Linked DNA regions of Macaca mulatta: region 2 is linked to region 1. A link is a contact called in public Hi-C data. All regions are on one chromosome and are shown on one strand. The core of a region is the stretch at or near the end of the contact, and the rest is flanking DNA. Distances in the headings are between cores, read along the strand shown.

Region 1 (5,116 bases), core at 784-3,283:
CCCAGCACTTTGGGAGGCTGAGGCGGGCTGATCACTTGAGGTCAGGAGTTTGAGACCAACCTGGTCAACATGGTGAAACCTTGTCTCTACTAAAAATACAAAAATTAGCGGCATGGTGGCACATGCCTGTAATCCCAGCTACTCGGGAGGCTGAGGCAGGAGAATTGCTTGAACCCGGGAGGCAGAGGTTGCAGTGAGTCGAGATTGCGCCATTGCACTCCAGCCTGAGCAACAGAGTGGGACTCTGTCTCAAAACAAAATAATAATCATAAAAAAATAAAAATAAATAAAATAACAGACTAATAGGACATTTTCTCTGTGCCTATCACTTATAAACTGAGACCAGAAATCTTTTTTCAGTAATGAGGTTGGTGGCGCCATCTTTCTCATCTCTACATCCTCATTGCTCACCCTCCCCCGGACCCTAGTGCACACTGGCTGGTTGGCTGGCTGGCACTTAAGGACCATGAGTGCCAGCCCATGAGCCCCTGCAAGCCAGTGAGCCACCTGCCCTGCCACTCACCAGTCTGTTTTTCTTCTCTCTCTCGGACCTCTCTCCTGTGACCTGCCAGGGTTTTAACCACCCAATCCACCAACCCATCACAACCTTAGCACAGTAACACCTCCAGCCCAGACCTCTCTGCTGAGCTCAACCAGTAGGCTCCTCCAGGCTCTCCTGAGAGACCCCAACACTCACCCATCATCCCATACCCTGCCAGGTGGTTCAGGCCTTTACCAGTCTCACAGTCAGCCCCCAACTCGGTTCTGCACCCTGCAGGCATAGCTACAGACCCCCCCTCCACCTCCCCATGGCTCAGCTCTCTCCTCAGCCCTCACTGCGCCCAACCACTGGAGTCTCAGAGGTCTTCCTGGACCTTTGGGCTCTTCATCAATGACCCCACCACCTCCCAAAACCCCCTAAGGGAAAAGGTGGTGGAGGGGTGTATCTCTTCACCTAAGGCTTCTAGAGGTCTGTCCTGGGATGTTCTGATAGCCCTGCCCTCCAGCCAGCCTCCTATCTCAAGGTCAGGGCTCCGCAGACATCTCCAAGGATTTTCTTGAGTCTTCCATCAGCTCCTTCTTTTCCCTTTACTGGATTTACGATCCTTGAACCCAAGAACCCTGATAAAATCAATGCAACTTCCCTCCATCTCATTCCCGGGAGCCCGCGCCCTCATCTCCTACAGCGTCCTGCACCTGCGCCTGGGACAACGTCCCACTTTCAATAATCCCGGCCATCAGGGCCCTTCCTTCAGGGCCATCTCCAGCACCCCTCATCGGGGATGGTCCCAGGCAGGGACCCTCCAGTTCTCCAGTTCCACGTCCCTCTCTGCCCAGGCCAGTCGCGTCAGGGTTGTGGGAGTGCCCCATCTACCCGCACCAGCCTGATCCCCTGGGGCTGGGCTAAGTTTTAAGAACATACTCAGTGGGTTGAACCCAGAGCTGAGTGAGACGTGAAGGTTCCAACTGTCCTGTCTCCCACTCTGAGAACTTTGCCCGCCCTGAGGCCACCCAGACCTCCTGAGTCCACTGCCCACGGCTTCCCCTGCCCGTTGCACACACCCCGATATAGAAGGGACCCCTGATGGATCCCGTCGGCGCGGCCCCCACGCTCCTGCAGGACCCCTGTCCCCAGAGTGGACCCCAACAGGCCCCCACACCGCCTTAACAAGGTTCCAAATGTGCTGAGGTCCGCAGCCCCTCTGTGGGACCACGACCCCATAGCAGGACCCCAAACCCCTAAAAGGTCTCCAGAGAGCGGAATCCCCAGAACGCTTAAGGGCTTCTAGTCTCCCTGGGTACGACCCCCGTCGACTCCTTCGGAGGTCCTGCAGCGAGAGCAGGGCCCCCAGACAGGGACACACGGCCTTCAGCGTGCCCCCGAATCCCTCAGAGCCTCCAATCCCCAAGAAGAGACCACATTCCCTCAGTGTCTCCCTGGACCCCCTCGGCTGGACCCCGGCCCTGCAGAGCCCCCCACTTCGCAAGACGCTCGCTCACCATGGCGCTTGCGGGAGCGCGGTGCACGGACCCACCGGCCTGGGGCTCCGGGCCTTCCACGGGAACTCGACCAATTAGAGCCCGACTCTGATCTGACGAGCATCCCGTGCAACCAATCAGCGTGTTTTGAGCCGGCAAGTCACCAGGGACGAGGAGGCCGCTCGCGTTGCATGCCGGAAATTGTAGTTCAGACACGCTGGTTCTGAGCGATCAAAGTCAAGATTGTGTCTGGGAGGCCTGCGTGGCCCACCTCTCTGGAGGCTCAGTCTTCTCTTACCTAAACTTATTTCAAAGGTTTGCAGCGAAGTCATTTATTCCCACCTAAGGGACATTTCTGAGAGAACTCCCCCCCCCATCAAGAACATTCAATGGCTCCTACTTAGTAGACTAAGTACTTAGTATTCCTAAGTACCAAGTAGGCTAAGTACTCAGACTGAATCCAGACCCCTCTGCCTGACTTAAATCTGCTGCTAGCACTGTGGTGCACCTAATAGTACAGCTTGCACCCACCATGCTCTGTCATACCTCCAGGCTTTTGTAAATATCCTACATCTTGCAATGCCTTCAGGAATGCCTCAATCTTAAAATAAAAACAAAACAAAACCAAAAAAGAATGCCTCAATATTTTTCACCTGGCAAGTGCTTTATTCATCTCTATCAGCCAGGACTCTGGCTGTGCTCCACAAAATATCAACTAAAATAGGTTCAAGCAAAAAAAAGGAAAGTTTATGGCTCATGTGACAGAAAATACTAGCTGTAGGGTCAGCTTCAGGCATGGCTGGATCAAGGACCAAATGTCAGCTTCAGGGATCTGATGTTCTTTATTTCACCGCTAGAAGGAAAGGGCTTCTGGTGTTCGTGCCTGGGTTTTGCCGTTTGTCTTTCTGTGGATGAGTGTGTCTGCCTGAGTGTAGACATATATTGGGTATGACCAAGTGTCTGAGTATCTTTATGGGGGTGGGTTCCTGTGTGGGGGGCCCGTGTAACTACCTTTTCATTTGTACATTTTATTATTATTATTATTATTTTTTTCCTTGAGACGGAGTTTCCCTCTTGTTGCCCAGGCTGGAGTATAATGGTGCGATCTTGGCTCACCGCAACTTCCGCCTCCCTGGTTCAAGTGATTCTCCTGCCTCAGCCTCCCGAGTAGCTGGGATTACAGGCATGGGCCACCATGCCTCGCTAATTTTGTATTTTTAGTAGAGACGAGGTTCTCCGTGTTCATCAGGCTGGTCTCGAACTCCCGATTTCAGGTGATCCGCCCGCTTCGGCCTCCCAAAGTGCTGGGTTTACAGGCGTGAGCCCCCGGGCCTAGTTTACATTTTATTTTTTTAACTTTTGGCAAGTGCTGAATCTTAAGCGCACTATCGCACGCCACCTCGTGGTGGAGGGCAAAAGTGCAGTCTCCCTGGGATGGAGAAGCCGAACCAGTCTCACCAGTGGCCCTGGGGGCTCCCAGTCTTAGAAAGCAACCCATAATTTAATGGACCTCACACTGGGTGCTTAGTCTGTGGGCACTGATATCAGGGACTGGCCTGACTTCTTGTCACCATGAGGGTGAGATCCAAAGGCTGGGAAGGTTCTTTCTCTCTGGCCATGCCTCAGTTTCCTCCAGGGTACCTGCTGCTTTGACTCTTTCCCTCCTGCTCAGTCCCTGGTCCTGGTCCGGATGTGTGGGGTTGGGGTGCCAGTGAGTAGGCGGTTCTTCAGCCCATGTGGGAGGAAGGCCAGAGTCATTGTTGGGGAGGTCCTCAGAACACAAGGGTGGGTAACTGGGTGAAGGGTTTGCATCCTCTATGTGTAACACCGTGCATGTGGCAGTGGCGCTGCTGGAGGTGGCAGGGGCTGTATGCTCAGCTGGACCTCCACAGCCATTGATCACTGTCATGGGGACAGTGGCTCACCCCTCCTGAGTGGGGAAGGGACAGAAGGAACCAGGTGGGAAGTGTTGAAGACCTGAGTCCAGCCAGGGATAGTGGCTTGGTGTGTGCCTGTAGTCCCAGCTACGTGGGAGGCTAAGGCTGGAGGACTGCTTGAGCCCAGAATTTTGAGACCAGCCTGGGCAGCACAGCAAGACCCTCACCTCTAAATAAAATAAAATAAATTTTTAAAAAGTTAAATTAGCCCAGTGTGGTGGCTCAAGCCTGTGAGTCCCAGCTACTTAAGAGCCTGAGGTGGGAAGATTGCTTGAGCCCAGGAGTTTGAGGCTGCAGTGAGTCATGATCATGCCACAGCACTCCAGCCCTGGCAACACAGTAAGGAAAAAAAAAAAAAAAGAGGCTGGGTACAGTGGCTCATGCCTGTAATCCAAGAACTTTGGGAGGCCAAGATGGGACGATCGCTTAATCCCAGGAGTTCCAGACCAGCCTGGGGAACGTGGGGAAACTCAGACTATACAAAAAATATAAAAATTGACTGGGCAGGCTGGGCACAGTGGCTCACGCCTGTAATCCCAGTACTTTGGGAGGCTGAGGCAGGCATATCGAAAGATCAGGAGATCGAGACCATCCTGGCCCATATGGTGAAACCCCATCTCTACTAAAAATACAAAAATTAGCTAGGCGTTGTGGCTCACGCCTGTGAGGTACTGTGGAGGCTGAGTCAGGAGAATCACTTGAACTTGGGAGGCAGACGTTGCAGTGAGCCGAGATCGTGCCACTGCACTCCAGCCTAGCTGGGCAAGGTGGTGCGCACCTGCAGTCCCAGCTACTTGGGAGGCTGAGGTAGGAAGATCGCTTGCACCCAGGAGGTCAAGGCTGCAGTGAGCTATGATTGCACCACTGCACTGCAGCCTGGGCAGTAGAGTGAGACCCTGCCTCAAAAATAAAAAAAATAGGCCAGGCACGGTGACTCATGCCTGTAATCTCAGCATTTTGGGAGGCTGAGGTGGGTGGATCACATGAGCTCAGGAGTTCGAAACCAGCCTGGCCAACATGGTGAAACCCCGTCTCTACTGAAAATACAAAAATTAGCCGCGTGTGGTGGCACTCGCCTGTAATCTGAGCTATTTGGGGAGCATAAGAATCGTTTGAACCCGGGAGGCAGAAGCTGCAGTGAGCTGAGATTCTGCCACTGCACTCCAGCCTGGGCAACAGAGTGAGACTTTTGTCTCAAA
Region 2 (5,116 bases), core at 1,042-3,541, 370 kb after region 1:
TTCCTGGCTCTGAGGACATGGGGGCTTGCCCCCTTCTCTGGGGCTGTGGTATCACCCCAAGGCTGGATACCCCCTTGCCCTTTGTTCATCTGGTCACCCTGGGGGCACCCTGTCCCTCGTTGGGAGCTGAGGCTGTGCCACAGAATGAGGCCATAGGTCCCTGGGTGCTGTGCCGGTGCCACACCCACCTGAAGGAGGTCATGATGGCCCCCAGCTCAGGGTGCAGGAACCTGCTTGTCAGACAGGTGCTGACATGTCACCCTGCAAGGCAGGGGGAGGGAGGGCTTATCTTCACAGGGGTGGGGTGGGGTGCGGTGCAGGGAACCAAAGGCACTTAGACAGGCTTGCTGGGCCGAGGGTGGGTGGGCCAGTCACTGGGCTGTTGGGGGGCTAAGGAACAGAAACCCACCAGCCAGCCCCTCTTGGGAAGCTGGGGGGTTTCTGCTTAGACCTGCAGTCCCCCAAGTAGAACCCCAAGTTCTGCTATGACCTTCACCTCGGGGCAGGGGGACAGGGCCGGGCAGGCTTCCTGAGGCATGTTGAAGAGGGATGTTCTGTAGACAGAACACGGCCATGCCGGGCCATGTCTGTGGGCCAGGCCCCAGGAGGGCAGGGGATGTTAACAGCTTGGTTCATGTCGGGTAGGGCCTGGTGAGCCCAAGAGTGTTTGCACAAGGGACAAGTGGGCTGGCAGGACTGGTGTTGGCTCTAGCAAAGCCCTCATCCCACCTTTATACACAGCCAGCAGTCCACTCTGCTAGGCCTGAAAGAGTTGAGGAGGAAAGCTTCTAGCGGGAAATGGTTATGTGGCTGGAGAAGGCATTGCTGGGCCCTGCCTGTCTTCCCCAAGCCAGCCTGGAGGAGGATTTCTTATCCTGAGGCCTCATTGGGCCACAGGTCATGGTCATCCCCAGCTTCCCTAGTGTGTGCAAGACTTGGGGGATCTTGCTGAAATACAGACTTTGATCAAGCAGGTCTGGGGCAAGGAGGACACGCTGCATTTATACAAGTTCCGGAGAAGCTGCCCTGCTGCTGTGGCTGTGACAGCGGTGGTCAGACATTCACGGGGCCAGCCCCAAGCCCACCTACAGCCTCGCCCCCACCTGCCCCTTCCCTTTTGTGTCTGTCCTACCTGGTATACTGAACGCTAAGGATAGAGCCTCCTTTTATCCAGGGGTTCCTCCCCACTGCCTGCTGCAGCACCTACTTTTTAAATGAGCTCTCAGCAGATGTGAGTGAGGAATGAATGAATGAATGAATGAATGAGGGAGAGGGGGATGAAGTGTGCCTTCCCTGCATACCAGGCAGGCCCATTCAGAGAACCACAAAGGTCCCAGCCTCCAAGGATGGCTCCTTCCCGGCGCTGGCTGAGGGAACACTAAATATTAACCACGTACTGGCTGCTGGTTGCTGGGCAGCTGAAAGCCGTAACCTTGTGCTGTGGAAGTGGGATCGTGTCTCGATTTAAGTTTATAATCCCGGCCTCTCCTCCAGGAAGTTCTATGGAAGTTCCTGGCAGGTAACAGAATTTCTGTGCTTGTGAGGTCAGGGCTGGTGCCAGCGGGTGGGGGAGTATGGGTGGTGCGTGGCAGGGAGCGGGTGAGACCATTTACGCTGATAACAGCCTGGCCTGCTTCCAGGGATTTTTGTAGGTCACATAAAATCTCTTGATCAGTGTGTTTTACATTAAGGCTTCTCAAGATGGGCAGGACGGGCTTATGGGATTTGTCCTGAAATACCACATCACTTCCAAATAAACTTGGTGCCTGGGACAGCCGCTGTAGAGTGAATGGCAGACGCTGTCCCTGGGCCACAATGCCATCCCTCCCAGCATGCTGGGCTAGGTTTCCACTGCTTTTATTTACTTCAGACAGTTTTCATAATTAAATTTTTCCCTGAAATAATGCCTACGATCATTTTGAGCCACATGCTTTTTTTCTGAATTAACTATTTTAAAAAGTCCTGAGACTCTTAAAGCCCCTCTCCTTTAAAAAGTGAGCTTAACAAAGTTTTTCATTTTAGAAACTTAAGAGGGGCCCGTGTGCGGTGTGTGTAGAGGTGACTGGAGCCTGTGGTGCAGCAACAGTCCCCTGTGGGCCGGCGCCACACAGGAAGTGCCTGCAGCTCCACAGCCCTGGGGTGAGCCTGGCGACTCCATTTTCTGACAGCACCTGAACCCTTACCTCCCTTCTCAAAATGAAGGCTGCGTGTCACAAACCGGTTGGAACTGGCCGTTGCCATGGTTTTCACGTTGGAAGGCACAGTTAAAGGGTCATGTGACCAAGGAGGGAAATGCCTTTGTCACATGACTTTTTGGTGGCCTGATTAGCATACAGGAAGTTCACTCCCTGCTGGCTGCTGGGATGCTGAGTGATCATTGATGGGTGGTGACATCATCTCTTGGATGAGTTATTGATTAGTCGCAAGCCAAGATGGGGCCAGGAAGCACTGTGGTCAGAGCAGCCCACTCAGGCAGCTTCAGCTACTAGGTGGTCTGGACCCTTCACCTGCCCTCTTCCCTCAGGCAGATTTGAATTTTATTAGACGTCTCACCTCTGGAAGAACCTCACGCCCTCAATAAGATGATAAGTGTTAAGTCCCTTAGAGCTTGGCTGTCATTTCATTTCAGCTCGTGCTGGCTCAGGAAGTGTGTCTGTAACTCTATACGGGATGCTGCCTTGGGTCCCCGCTACCCTGTTCACTTTGGAGCCCACCTGGGTAGAGGCCAGCCGCTGCAGCTCTGTGCTGGAGCCTTGGGACCACCTGCGTCTGAGGTGCTCAGTGTGTGTACACATCCAGGGAGCCTGGAATTAGAGCCCTGAGGTCACCTTGAAAGTCGATCTTGGGCGGCATGGGGCCGGCAGCAAGGAGAGACATGCTGGCGGTTTGCTAAGACCTGAGTGAGGTGTCCTGGGTTACTTTAGAAACAAGCTACCCAGTTCTGGGCTTCAGAATGTGGGCTGATAACCCCTTGCCTGGGGGATTGTATACTTCGAAATTGTACCTTTCTGTCCATGCCCAGGTCTCTGGTGAGAACCTAGTTGATCAGGGCTAGGACCAGCGTTCAGGTACAGCCGCCACGTAGCTCTGGTGGGTGGAATTAGGAGGGACAAGAGGAGAGCAAGTAAAGTGGTTCCTGAGTCCGGCATCTGGTGAGTCCAGGGTAGCCTTGGTGAAGCCTTAGCCTCTGGTGCTCTGTGTCCACCATTCCCTGAGGATGCAGCTCCTGGGCTTGGAGGGGACCTCAGAGGTCCCAAGGGCTGCTAGAGCAGAGCCAGGTCCTTCATCCTAGCGACGCTCCTCAACCCTGCCGGGGTCTAATTATGAACTGGACCCAGGCAGAGCGAGAGCCCGGACAACTTTGAGCTGCAGCTCCCAGTTAACTTTGTCCGAGTTTGTTCCCTGGGTCACAGTGCCACCTAGAGGATGCGTTCTGTCCTTGGCTGGTTTTCCTGCTGACAAAAAACCGGACCTGATTCACTTGGATCAAAGTACAATGAGGCTGAGGTGGGCGGATCACCTGAGGTCAGGAGTTCAAGACCACCCTGGCCAACATGGTGAACCCCTGTCTCTACAAAAATACAAAAAAAAAAAAAAAAAAAATTAGCCGGGCGTGATGATGCATGCCTGTAATCACAGCTACTCAGGTGACTGAGGCAGGAGAATCACCTGAACCAGGGAGGTGGAGGTTGTAGTGAGCCAAGATTGCACCACGGCACTCCAGCCTGGGCAACAGAGCGAGACTGCATCTCAAAAAAAAAAAAAAAAAGTACAATGAACCCAGATCTTCAGGGACAGTTTGCCTTGTGCCGTCAGCAAATGGAGCTGCTTGGTTGGGAACGAGTGCTGTCTCTGGGACTTGCGTTGGGTCAGCAACACCACAGCAGGTGTTCAGCCTTGCACCTTCAGTAGTGTCAGCTGTACACATACATCCTACAGGATCATTCACAGGAAGGGGAAAATCAGACTGATGTGTTCCTGCCTGGGTCAAATGACGTGGGTGCCATGCGCACTTATCTTGGAGCCTGGCCCGCCGTTAGCACAGAATGAATATTTGCTGTTTCCTGGTTCTGATGAATAACAGCAGCTCATCAGCCACACTCTTAGATGTTTGTGACTGTATTTTGACAAAATAACAAAAAAGGAAAGCCTGCAAGTACTTCCCCGATTGTCCCCTGGTGCTTCTCAGCTGGTAGTGAGATGCTGTGGGCCGACAGTGAGAAGGGGAGGAACAGGCCTCAGGTCAAGTTCACAGGTAGAAGTGAGTTCCCCAGACCATGGCAAATTCATTAGAAAGAAAAAGGTGTGAGGGCTGGAATCATGATGAACTGTCTCATGATGCAATTTTGAGCTGGAACTTATGGAGTGGGCAGCAGGGTAACAGGCAGAATGATGTTAGCATCCACGTGGAGCTGGAGGCAGCCAGCCAGAAACCAGTCCATGAGTAGATCAGGCCGGTAGAGAGTCTCTGGTCTTTGAGAGAACTTGTGTCCTAGTCAGTTTCAAAACAGATAGTTGCTGCTGCCACGTGGGGCCCAAGAAGGGCCATCTAGCACTTGGTGCCACCTTGTGAGCAAGCTGGCAGCCTGTGGATACATATCTCTTGGTCTTCTGGGGACAGGTTGGTTGCCAGGTGTGAGGGCTGTTGGCCTGCCTGGGTGGAGAGAGAAGAAAGTGGTTCACACAGGGAGCTGGGCTTCTCTTCAAGGGGTTTCCACCATGGGCACGGACTGCCGCTGGGGACGAGGCACACACATGCCATCAGACCCAGCATGCTCAAGCCCCCACAGTGGCTAACACTGAGCAGGACCCCAGGATCCAGAGCCGAGTGTTTACACAATCCGAGGCACACGGTAGAGGGAGCGGCATGTTTTCCAGAGTCACCATGTCACTCTCAGGGGCATATACACCCTCAGCCCTGGCAACATGGCGGAAGGCACTAAGAAGTCCCTACCATCAAGGTGCCCACCTGGGCACTGGGATTGGGTGCCCTATGACGTGTGGGTGAGAAGAAGGAGACAGCCCAGGTGCCGTGGGGTGGGGCTGGGGATGTGGAAGATGCAGGGCAGACAGCAGCCAGGGAGGTCTCACCTCCCTGCCATGTGTCCACAGGGGT

The links. Hi-C and Micro-C count contacts between places; a contact is called where the count stands out from the background.
Region 2: a Hi-C map of fetal cortex germinal zone shows a contact between it and region 1, with 2.3 times the contacts expected there. The contact joins the enhancer-like site here to the promoter of TMEM161A in region 1. A contact is called at or near these places in 2 of 14 Hi-C or Micro-C datasets (fetal cortex germinal zone and fetal cortical plate).

The regions. Positions count from the first base shown.
Region 1 is chr19:19,713,149-19,718,264 of T2T-MMU8v2.0, forward strand. TMEM161A (transmembrane protein 161A) reads right to left here and starts at 2,034. Exons shown (of 11, transcript XM_077978495.1): 1 at 2,002-2,034. The coding sequence starts at 2,004.
Region 2 is chr19:20,085,525-20,090,640 of T2T-MMU8v2.0, forward strand. All of the region lies in intron 2 of GATAD2A (GATA zinc finger domain containing 2A), which reads left to right. Among named protein-coding and RNA genes, the nearest start is that of TSSK6, 23 kb to the right of the region's middle. Within about 2 kb of position 2,292, at least 23 of the 40 cell types and tissues checked have an H3K27ac peak or open chromatin away from gene starts, as enhancers often do. A contact at or near this core is called in fetal cortex germinal zone, where this site is marked.